Linked DNA regions of Pan troglodytes: region 2 is linked to region 1. A link is a contact called in public Hi-C data. All regions are on one chromosome and are shown on one strand. Each heading gives the region's core, a stretch centred on a gene start, on an enhancer-like site or on the middle of the called end of the contact. The rest is flanking DNA. Distances are from core to core; before and after follow the strand shown.

Region 1 (5,548 bases), core at 2,323-4,822:
CACTGGGCACTGTGGGTTTGTTGGAGGTTCCACAGGTGCCCAGCAGAGCCAGTGGGGAAAACTCAGTCAGTGCTCAGGAGCCCCAGACAGGGACAGGCCAGCAGCCCTGGATGCCCTGTTTCTCCTCCCATGCAGGTGGCTGGCACTGCTGCCACCCTCCAGGGCGCCTGGACTGTGCGGGCCTCCCCTGGGTCCCTGCAGATGTGGGAATTTCTCCCCCCTTTCCTGATATGTGACACTGTGCTTAGGAGTTGCAAGCGCAGGGGTCAAACAGACCTGGATCCAGGTCCCACTTCTGCTTACTAACCATGAGGTCTCAGGCAAGTCTCTTTCCTTCCTTGGGCTTCAAATTCCTTATCAGATAAATCATAGTACCTACCTGTAGAGTTGGTGGAGAATTTGATGAGTGTTGATGAGCATAATCTCTAGTGCATAAAGGTCCAATAAATATTTGCTATTGTTGTGAAGCAGGGACCTCACTGGGAAAAAATAGTTATTATTATGAAATAAACAAAGCCAAAATGGTGGCTGGGCGCAGTGGCTCACGTCTGTACTCCCAGCACTTTGGGAGGCCGAGGTGGGTGGATCACCTGAGGTCGGGAGTTTGAGACCAGCCTGGCCAACATGGTAAAACCCCGTCTCTACTAAAAATACAAAAAATTAGCCAAACGTAGCAGTGGGCGCCTGTAATCCCAGCTACTTGGGAGACTGAGGCAGGAAAATTGCTTGAACCTGGGAAGTGGAGGTTGCAGTGAGCCACGATCACACCACTGCACTCCAGCCCGGGTGACAGAGCAAGACTCTGTCTCAAACAAACAACAAAAAAAAACCAAGATGGTGCCAAAGCACAGACATACGTGAGGCTGCAGGTTCTTGTGCCCAAATCAAGGGCTGCTCCTTGCTCCCTGCCCAGGGTGAGAGTGCCGGGAAGGACAGCTTTGTCATACTTCGGTGGCTCACCACCCATGGGAGTCAGGAGCTCCCCACCCATGGAGGTGGCTGGGCAGAGGCAGGCATCCACTTCCGGGGAGTGCTGGGGAGGGGATTCTGGTGGCGGGTTGGGTGAGAGGACCTGGAAGCATCTCTCTCCCAGCTCCCAACTCGATCCCCTTCCCTCCAGGCCATGGGATTCAGACAGACTCAGTGTCTGTGGCCCACCCAGGGCCCGGCTCCCAGCAGGTACTCCATGAGTGTGGTCCACTGAAGAAATGGGTTATCTTGATCTCCTCCAAGGGGCCTGGCACATAGTAGGTGCTCGGGAAACATTCCAAGAATGAATGAATTTGCTGTCTTTCTGGCAGCATGGCCGAAATGGATGAACGATTCCAGCAGATTCTGTCGTGGCAGCAAATGGATCAGAACAAAGCCATCAGCCAGATCCTGCAGGAGGTGAGCCCTCGCCCAGAGCCTGAGGGTGGGGGCTCAGGAGGGAGGTTCAGGAGCCAGGGCAGAGTGCAGAGCTCCACACGGAGCCCTTCCTAGACAGCATGTGGGACCACAGAGGTTTGTGACCATAGAAGTGTACAAGTGATCAGGGTGAGGGGTGGAGAGAGGCTGAGGGGGGGCCCGGGGGATGGTCTTCTGGTCACTAAAATCCACAGAAGCACCTCCACCTGCTCTCTGGCAGGCTCCTACCCCCATCCTGTGTAGGAGGCTCCATTGGAAGGACTTAAGTGGCAGGAGGTGATGGTGACCACACCATGGAGGTCAGGGCACAGAGGACGCTGTGGGACCTCTGGCCTCTTCTCATGTCCAGACCTGCTGTGCTGCTATCTGCTCTTCCATCTCTGCGGTGCTCAGGAGGTGCCTGGCAGGGCTCTTGAGTGGATGAAACGAAGGGCCCCTGTGACCTCCTCCCCTTCGGTGTCCATATTACTCTGTTTAGCGTTTTTGTTTTCTTTTTTTGAGATGGAGTTTCCCTCTTGTTGCCCAGTTTGGAGTGCAGTGGTGCAATCTCGGCTCACTGCAACCTCTGTCTCCCAGGTTCAACTGATTCTCCTGCCTCAGCCTCCCAAGTAGCTAGGATTACAGGCACCCACCAACACGCCCAACTAATTTTTGTATTTTTAGTAGAGATGGGGTTTTGCCACGTTGGCCAGGCTGGTCTCGAACTCCTGACCTCAGCTGATCCACCCACCTCGGCCTCCCAAAGCGCTGGATTTACAGGCATCAGACACCGTGCCCGGCCTGTTTAGCTTTTTATTTTCCTTTTTTTCTTTTCTTTTTTTTTAAGACAAGGTCTTGCTCTGTTGCCCAGGATGAGTGAAGTGATGTGATGATCACAGTTCACTGCAGCCTCAAACTCCTGAGCTCAAACGATCCTCCCACCTTTGCCTCCTGAGTAGCGGAGACTATAGGGCCACCATGCCCAGCTAATTTTTTTTATTTTTTGTAGAGACACAGTTTCCCTATGTTGTCCAGGCTGGTCTCAAACTCCTGGGCTCAAGCAATCCTCCTGCCTCGGCCTCCCAGAGTGCTGGGATTACAGACATGAGCCACCGGCCTGTTCAGCTCTTTCCTGCAGCCCCGTGGGAGTCTTGCCGCTGCCTCCCTTCTTCTCTCGCCTTTCTCCCCTGTCCTCTGCGTGTTTGTCATCCCACCCTGCTCCTTTCTCCCTAATTTCAATCTCTGTTCTAAAATGGTTTGATTTAGTATCTGTGGAGCTTGTCTGAGGAAAATTCTCCATTTCTCAGAGGAGGCATCTGCCTTGTGGTTAAGTGGGGCTCGGGAGCTGGATAGGCTTGGTGTGTGTCCCAGCGCCGCTGATTCATGCCTCTGAGTGTCACTCCCCATCTGCGAAGTGGGGCAGTAAAAGCACCCCCACGGTCCACTGTGGTGGAAACTCAGGGTGTGATGCCGGAAGTGCATCAAGTAGAGGCTGCCCGAAGTGAGCCCCTAGTATCATCTTAAGGTTTACACAAGTGAGGTGAAATCTTCTCCCTCTCTCAGAAAAAAAACCCATCCATTAAGGTGCTTTGTACACAGCTTTTGCTTTTCACAGGGATGGGGCTGCAGGGAAAAGTGTGGGCACGGCTCCTGCTGAGGGCTGGTGGTCTGTGTTGCAGAGCGCGATGCAGAAGGCTGCGTTCGAGGCACTCCAGGTGAAGAAAGACCTGATGCATCGGCAGATCAGGGGCCAGGTGAGCGCTGGGGCTGGGGTCCCTGGACCTGCTCTCTCAGAGACTTGCAGAGTGGCCCTCCAGGGCGGCAGGTCGCAGCAGTTGAGGTTTGAACCCCGGCTCCTTGGCTTGCTAGCCCAGCAAGAGGTCGAGGCCTTGCCCTCAGAACCTCCCTTTGCTCCCAGCCTTGTGTCGGGGCTGCTGGGAGGGTGTCTAGAGACCTCCTATTCCGGGGTCTGGCGAGGGTCTTGCCAGCGAGGCGGGTCTCCACCACGCCTGGGCCAGGGAGGCCGGTGCTGATGTGTGGCTTTGACTGCTCCAGCTGCCTCTGCTGTCCCTGCTCCAGGCAGGACTTCCCCACTGGGAAAAGCAGCCGGCGCAGGCCCCAGCGCTCCTACAGCTCAGACAGACAGAGGCGTCTCGGGGGCATATAGTATTTCCCCCAGAAGAGGGCAGGGGGAGCTGTGAGCCACCGTGGTCCTGACGCCTGCTGAAAAGTGACCTCAGCCCAGGAGGAGGCGGTCCTCCTCATAGACCCTCCCTCATGTGACAAGATACCCCCCACCCCCCGCAGGCCGGCTGCTGACCTTCAAGCTATCCTTGGGCAAGCCCACCTACATGGCTTGGTGGTCACCGCCTGTGGCGTGGGGCTGGGGCTGGGGCTGAAGTGAGCGTCAGGCTATGGGAGTACTCCTGCATCATGTTCAGCACACTGAATTTTGCATTTTTGCATGGTTTTTTTCTTTCTTTCTCTATTTTTCTTTCTTTCTTTCTTTCTTTTTTTGGACCAATTTACCTTTTTAATTTCCCTCTTTAATTTCAATTCCACATTGCCGGACATGAAGCTCATTCCTCTGACCAGGGGTTGGTGGTGTCATAGGGACTTAGGGATGAGGGTCACAGGGTCATGGGCACAGGATAGAGAAGTACTGGCTATGGGGTCTGACCCCCACCCCTGCCCAGGGCTAAAATCCCCTAGACACACCCTGGAGAGTATGCGAGGGCCCCCAACATTCTCACTGCAGATGGTTTTGACCAGGTCAGCTGTTGCCCTTAAACCCTGAGCTGAGGCATCCCAGAGAAAGGGATCTCTCCCTTACCTGCTCTGTGTCCTTGGGCAAGTGACAACCTCTCTGAGCCTCAGTTTTCTTGTCTATAAAATGGAGGCAATAATACCTCCTAGCAGCCAGAGAATTGATGAAATATGATACATCAAGTGTGCAGCACAGGCCTAGCACATAGTAGGTGCTCAAGACATACCAGCTACTACTACCACTGTTACTCAGTCACTTCCACTACCCTCTGCTCTCCCCTGCAACAGCGATGCGAGGGACAAGAGAACTTGACCAGCAGGAGGCTGGGTGATAGCTCTGTCTGTGCTTTACTCTGGCCTGAATCCCCAAGGAAAGCCCCCTCTCCATTGCACAAGCCTTTATCCCGATCCCACTCTAGGACAGATCCTGTGCTGGCCTCTTGGTAAACAATTTTGGCCACAACAAGCACGTCCATGACCCCAGGAACGCGAGGCCATGAAGGAACGAATTCTTGTTCAAGCCCCTTGACGAGGTTCCCAGGCCCGCAGGTTCCCCTCATTCCAGAGCCTCCCCAGCCTCCCCAGAAAGGCTTCTTAGACCCACTTGGTCACCAGAGAGTAGCAGCACAAAACTGAACTGTGGTTAATGTGAGTAAAAAAAAACCCTGTCTCGTCTTCTGTTTAGATTAAGTTAATAGAAACTGAGTTATTGCAGCTGACACAGCTGGAGTTAAAGAGGAAGTCCCTGGACACAGAGTCACTCCAGGTATGTAGGGCTCCCTGCCCCTGCCCTCCTTCACGTGGGGAGACCCCCACCTGGTGCTCCCTCCCAGCCTCTGGCAGCTGCTCACCAGCCCCTGGGAGTCAAGGGCTCCCCCAGCAGACAGAGGGCAGAGCTCCTCTGTGGCTGTGACACCAGAGGACACCCCCAGCCCCAGAAGGCCCAGTGCAGGCCAAGGTTAGAGGTGGTCAGCCTCTTGCGAGGCAGGAGGGTCAGAGGAAGGAGGGTTTCATTGCCAAGGCTCCCCCGCTCATCTCCATCACTGTGTCTCCTGTGCTGGGTGCGGGCCCGCCGCTGAGCTCCTGTCTCTCTCTGTAGGCCGTGCTTTAGGCCCCCAGGCACACATCCTCCAGGGCTGGAGCTTTTGGGTGTCCCGGGTTGTCTGGAGGAGAGGGCCCAGCCGCATCTGTGTAACTCCCTGCAGGCAGCATCTCTGGGGCTCCAGCCCGGGAGTCCTGCGCACACAGATGAGAGGGCAGCAGGGACTGGCAGCTGGCGTCCTGGACTGGATGCCTGGGAGCCGGGTGTGGCCCAGCACAGCCCTGCTGTGCAACTTTGTCAGGTGGGGGAGGAGAGGCAGCCCTTTCCCCTCTCTGAACCTCAGCCTCTCCAGCT
Region 2 (5,288 bases), core at 1,368-3,867, 38 kb before region 1:
TCACTGCTACAACCTCCACCTCCTGGGTTGGAGTGATTCTCCTGCCTCAGCCGTCTGAGTAGCCAGGACTACAGGCGAGCACCACCAGGCTAATTTTGTATTTTTTGGTGGAGATGGGGTTTCACCATGTTGGCCAGGCTGGTCTCGAACTCCTGATCTCAATTGATCCACCCGCCTCAGCCTCCCAGAGTGCTGGGATTACAGGTGTGAGCCACCCAGCATACATGGCACTTTTTGATACTACCTGGCTCTAGCAGCCCTAACCATATCAACACCCAATACCCATGTCAACCCCAGGTTTCCTTTAAGGGAAAACACAGCCACATATATCAAACATCTCACAAACCATTACCAAAACCAAACTAGGGAAAAGACAACTCACTGTTTTTTTGTTTCTTTCTGTCTCTTGGTGGTTCCTTGAGGGCTTTGATGATCAGGGCAGAGGCAGAAGGCACCACCTCAATCTGCAGAAGAGATTCTTGAGTGAATACTCCACCTCCAGTGAATACTGCCATGCACGCTGGCTCTCAAAAATCATGGCCACACACTGTCCAAGTCTTTGCCCTAGGTCCGTACTCTTGACAAAGCCTCCCCAACAAGGTAAAATCACTCTCTGCTCACCACTGGTGGCATAAATACTCTTCAGGAATCCCAGAGGGTTGCTACCTCTGTCCCCCCACCCTCCTCTCCCGAAACCAAGCACAAGCAAATACCTGGGCCTGTCTGTTCTGAATGGTCAGTTTCACTGTAATCCTCAGGCCCTTCCAGTCACCCGTTGCCTTGGCAATGTCATCACCAACCTTTTTTGGAGACTAGAAATAAAGGCATGTAATCAACATGGTGTCCAGAGGTGAACCACAGCCTTGAAACCTGCCCACCACTTCTCACTTGGCAACAAAGGAAGCTATCTCAAGTACCTAAGGGCACCTTCTCAATCAGAGCACAGCTATCACCATAGCATAAATTGGGGGTTGGGGTTATCTTGTCCAGAACTGTAAACTGCAGACTTGGCCACAATGTAACCTAGACCCCCTCCTAAGTGCCCATGTGCTTAAGGAGGGGGATTTTCAGCCCTGCTGACATTAGAATCACCTAAGGAGCTTTCAAAATACTAGGCTCCCATGTCAGACCACCCACGTCCATCTTCCTGGATGGAGGTCTGATTATTTGCTACTCTGAAGTTCTCCTCCTCTAGTAATCCTTAGCCTCAACAGGAGGCTAAGTGTCCCTTAAGTGCCAGCTAACGGCCAAGGAAGAATAGTTAAGATACACGTTAAAAAAGACCAATGGGGAAGAGCATTTGGGGCAGGGGAGCATTGTGCAAGGATTAAATAAAGGCCTAATGAAATTCAGAGAAATCCAAGAGGCCAGAATGACGGGGAAGCCAGCAGTTGCTCAGCAGGCATGAGACACAGCCTGCCACATTAACTGCTAGGTTTACATCTACAACACAGCTGGAAACGCTCGCTGGATCTTCACCCACACCCCGTTTAATCTTACCAACAACGCCATGCCCACTTCCTGACGAGGAAATACAGATGTTGGCTGCCCAATGTCTCTAAGCCAGTCCTAACTTCAAAACTCCCCCTTGGGCCCACCCCTCAGGTACACCAAAGCAGCAGTGGAGACACATGGAGCTAATTACAATTTAAAGACAGCGGGTTCGATTTTTCACACACGACCTTCCTAAGGTACCTAGTACTAGTTCAGTGGCTCAGGCCTACTGAGGGTGACAGTCCAAGCCACGAGGGCACCTCTGGCACAGGCGTGACTCCACGAGCCGGCGCTTAAAGTGAAACAAATGTGAAAAAAATGCCCCTTGGAGGGGATAACGTACCAGACCCAGGGGGCCGATCTTGGGGGCCAGGGCAGAAGTGGCACCGACTTCACCTCCGGTGCACCTCAGGTATACTGGGGGAAAAGAAGAGTTAGTGTCTCTGCAGAGGGAGCCCCGAGCCACAGCCCTCTCAGCGTCTTTCCGGGGTTGGACACGCCACCCTCTGCCTGTTCTCGAAACAGCACAGAGCGCGAGGCGGGCCACCCGCTCCTCCCTCGGGTGTGGGCAGCTCCGAAACTCACACCGGGGAGGCGTGGAGAGAGCCCCGTCGCCCGCGAACCCAGGCCAGTGGGGCGAAACGCCCGGAGACAAGCCTTACCCTAGGGCGTGCGGGCTCCCAAGCCGCCACAGGTGGTCCAGTCCTCCCTCCCCACCTACACGTGAAGAAGCTAAGGCCCAGAAAGGCTGAGGCTTGGCCGGGGCGGCGCAACACCGGGAAGGTCTCTGGGAGGCAGCGGCTTTAAGAGCCCCATACGGGAAAAGCTTTGCACGCGCGGCGGGGCCGAGGGATGCTCCATCCCGCAGCCCCGGCCACAACTAGAGCACGCACCGACTTTGATCTCGTTGGGGTCGAACTTCGGCGGCATGGTGGAGGCGGCTGGTGTCGGATGAACCCGGATTCGGGACGACCGAAGAAAGTTGCACCTTGGCCTCCTCCGAGCCGAAAGCCGAGAGGCCGGAAATCGCGCGGACAAGCCAGATATAGGCAGGAAAACGCGGCCATCGCGAGAACTGTCGTCACTGCCCGGCCTTCCAGAGACGCCCTTGTCGCCATGTTTGTTGTGGGCAGGCGCCTGAGGCTGACGGCTGGCAAGCAGGGCACTGCGGTGCGCTGAAGCTAGAGATTCCGAAAGGGGGTTCGGGTAGTTCGCTCCGGAGAAGTCTGAGAAGAGGGGTTGCTCCGGTGATCCCAGGCCTAGCTGTTTCCCATATTCCTTTATCGTGAGTGTCACCCCGGTCCCCGTCACCCAATCCCAGAGCCCCGCCCCTCCCCTGAGGGGTCCGTAGTCCCATTCCGAGACCCCAGTACCGCGGCGACCCCTGCTCCCTCGAGCACTTGTTGTGTGCACTTTAGTTATCAAAACAGTCTATGTGGAAATCCAGTCCCGCTCTTCATTCGGAGAGTCCGCGATTCCTAGAGCCTCAGACTTCGTCATCCCGGTCTGCGTGACTTTATGAGATTCTGAGTTTCTGTTCCCAGCACCTGCCTTTGAAGGAGACCAGACTCCGGCTCCGCCGGGCCCGTGCCGAGTGGTCTGCGGCCCCGAGTCCGTGACCAAGCCCTCCGAGTGATCGGCCTGCCCCCGGGTGCACCCGCGGGTCCCAACGTGGGGGACCCCTCCATCTGCAAAGCCAGGTCAGCCACTGCAGACCCCATCCCAGGAAATATGGGTGTGGCCCTCCCCCCGCATCTAGGCTGGACGTCGGAGAGGGAGGGACAGGCATGTGGGGCAGCCTGGAAAGAACTGATCTTCGGGGAGGGGTGGGAGAGCGATGGTGGTTGGGAGGAAGTGGGGAGGGCTGCACATCAGGAAGGGGGTGCAAGAGGGTTAGTGATTGGGGAGCAGAAGGGTAAGTGCTGGTCATCAGGGACGGATGGGGGAGGGCTGTTTTCAAACCATTCCCCATCCTTGCAGGCAGGTGGGGTGACAAGAGGGCCTGAACTGGCTCTGCAGGCCTGGCTGCCTCCCCAGACAGCCCCGCCCCCGTGGGTGCAGAGCTGCCATCTTTGCCCATCCCTCTGAGGACTGGGTCTTCTTCAACTGCATCTCCTCCCATGACTATCTTCTCCCTAGCTCCTCTAGCGGGCCCTGAATCAATGTTGCTTGCATGTGGGTTGCTTTGTGGCTAACATTTATTGAGCGCTCATGTGCCAGGTACTGTACTATGGGCTTGACATACATGAAGTCGCTGGATCCTCACAGAAGCCAGTGTTGGTAGCATGGTTACTCACACTTTACAGATGAGGAAACTGAGGCTCTGAGAGGTGAACCAAGGTGACCTCTGCAGTTGTGGGTGGCAGATTTCGGATTCAAACCCAGTTCTCTTTTCATCCCAAAGCCTGTGCTGCTCACCATGCACTTCCCTGGGTGATTGCCTCCTGGCTCATGGCCATCCCTTATCCAGCTCTGGTATTTACAGACACTGTGCAGGCCCTGGGCAGGCAGTGAGCACCTGGCTCTGAGTTCAGGACAGTGTACTTCGTGTGTGCCAAGTTATGTGAGCACCAAGCAGTCGGGCAAATCCCGCAGGTCAGGACTTGAGAGACCACGGTTCCAGGCTGCAATCCAGGCTGTACAGCCAGGCCACTGAACTTAATAAGCATCTACTTCTTCACTTTATTTATTTATTTATTATTATTTTCTGAGACAGAGACTCCCTCTGTCACCCAGGCTGGAGTGCAGTGGCATGATCTTGGCTCACTGCAACCTCCGCCACCTGGGTTCAAGCGATTCTCGTTCCTCAGCCTTCCAAGTGGCTGGGACTACAGGCGCATATCACCACGCCCAGCTACTTTGTGTATTTTTAGTAGAGATGGGGTTTCACCATGTTACCCAGGCTGGTCTCGAACTCCTGGGCTCAAGTGACCCACCTGTCTTAGCCTCCCAAGGTGCTGGGATTACAGGCATGAGCCACAACACCCGGCGTGTTTCTTCACTTTAAAAAGGGTTATGGTGAAAACAAAATGGAATAATAACTGAGGGTGGTAAGCTGAGAATTGCTTTTTAATTTGTATTCACCGCAGAGGTCTCTTTGGTCATGATGTAGTTGAGCTCCCTGAGGTCCTGGCTGGCTCTGGATTGCTCCTGCTGATCCTGCTCTGACAGCGTTTGGGGGGCTAGAAGTGATTCATTGGCAGAGTCTGTTAGAGTCCTCAAAGAACAGCCTTGGAAAGTGCCTGACGAAACGTCTCTAAGTTTCCCTAGAACAGGAAAAGGATAATGCCAAGGCCTCACTATGGGTCGGTGGCAAATATGGGCCCCAACCCAGGTCATCTGGCTTGTCTGTCTCCACCTCATCCTGCAGCTCAATGTTTAGTCAACAAAGAACAAGGAGTACTGAGTGCCTGCTGTGGGCTCAGGACACAGATGGAAGAACTAGAAAGATGCAGCCCCTGACCTCATGGAACTCACTAGAAAGATGTGGCCCCTGACCCCATGGAACTCACTAGAAAGATATGGCCCCTGCCCCCATGGAACTCCATGAAACTAGGAAGACGCAGTCCCTGGCTCCATGGAACTCGCTAGAAAGACACTGACCCTTACCCCATGGAACTCACTAGAAAGACACAGCCCTTGCCTCCATGGAACTCAATAGAAAGACGCAGCCCCTGCCCCCGTGGAACTCACTAGAAAGACGAAGCCCCTGCCCCCGTGGAACTCACTAGAAAGACGCAGCCCCTGCCCCCGTGGAACTCACTAGAAAGACGCAGCCCCGGCCTCCGTGGAAC

The links. A called contact is a pair of places that touch in the nucleus more often than the background predicts.
Region 2: a Hi-C map of induced pluripotent stem cells shows a contact between it and region 1, with 1.6 times the contacts expected there. The contact joins the promoter of LRSAM1 here to the enhancer-like site in region 1. A contact is called at or near these places in 2 of 7 Hi-C or Micro-C datasets (induced pluripotent stem cells and stem cell-derived neural progenitor cells).

Annotation. Positions count from the first base shown.
Region 1 is chr11:10,963,010-10,968,557 of NHGRI_mPanTro3-v2.0_pri, reverse strand. LRSAM1 (leucine rich repeat and sterile alpha motif containing 1) reads left to right here. Exons shown (of 26, transcript XM_001149463.6): 18 at 1,302-1,389; 19 at 3,066-3,140; 20 at 4,838-4,918. Among named protein-coding and RNA genes, the nearest start is that of LRSAM1, 37 kb to the left of the region's middle. Within about 2 kb of position 3,572, at least 3 of the 24 cell types and tissues checked have an H3K27ac peak or open chromatin away from gene starts, as enhancers often do. A contact at or near this core is called in induced pluripotent stem cells, where this site is marked.
Region 2 is chr11:11,000,526-11,005,813 of NHGRI_mPanTro3-v2.0_pri, reverse strand. It overlaps LRSAM1 (leucine rich repeat and sterile alpha motif containing 1), which reads left to right and starts at 2,617. Exons shown (of 26, transcript XM_001149463.6): 1 at 2,617-2,779; 2 at 3,039-3,194. It overlaps RPL12 (ribosomal protein L12), which reads right to left and starts at 2,539. Exons shown (of 7, transcript NM_001251929.1): 1 at 2,388-2,539; 2 at 1,838-1,911; 3 at 714-812; 4 at 383-464. The coding sequence starts at 2,424.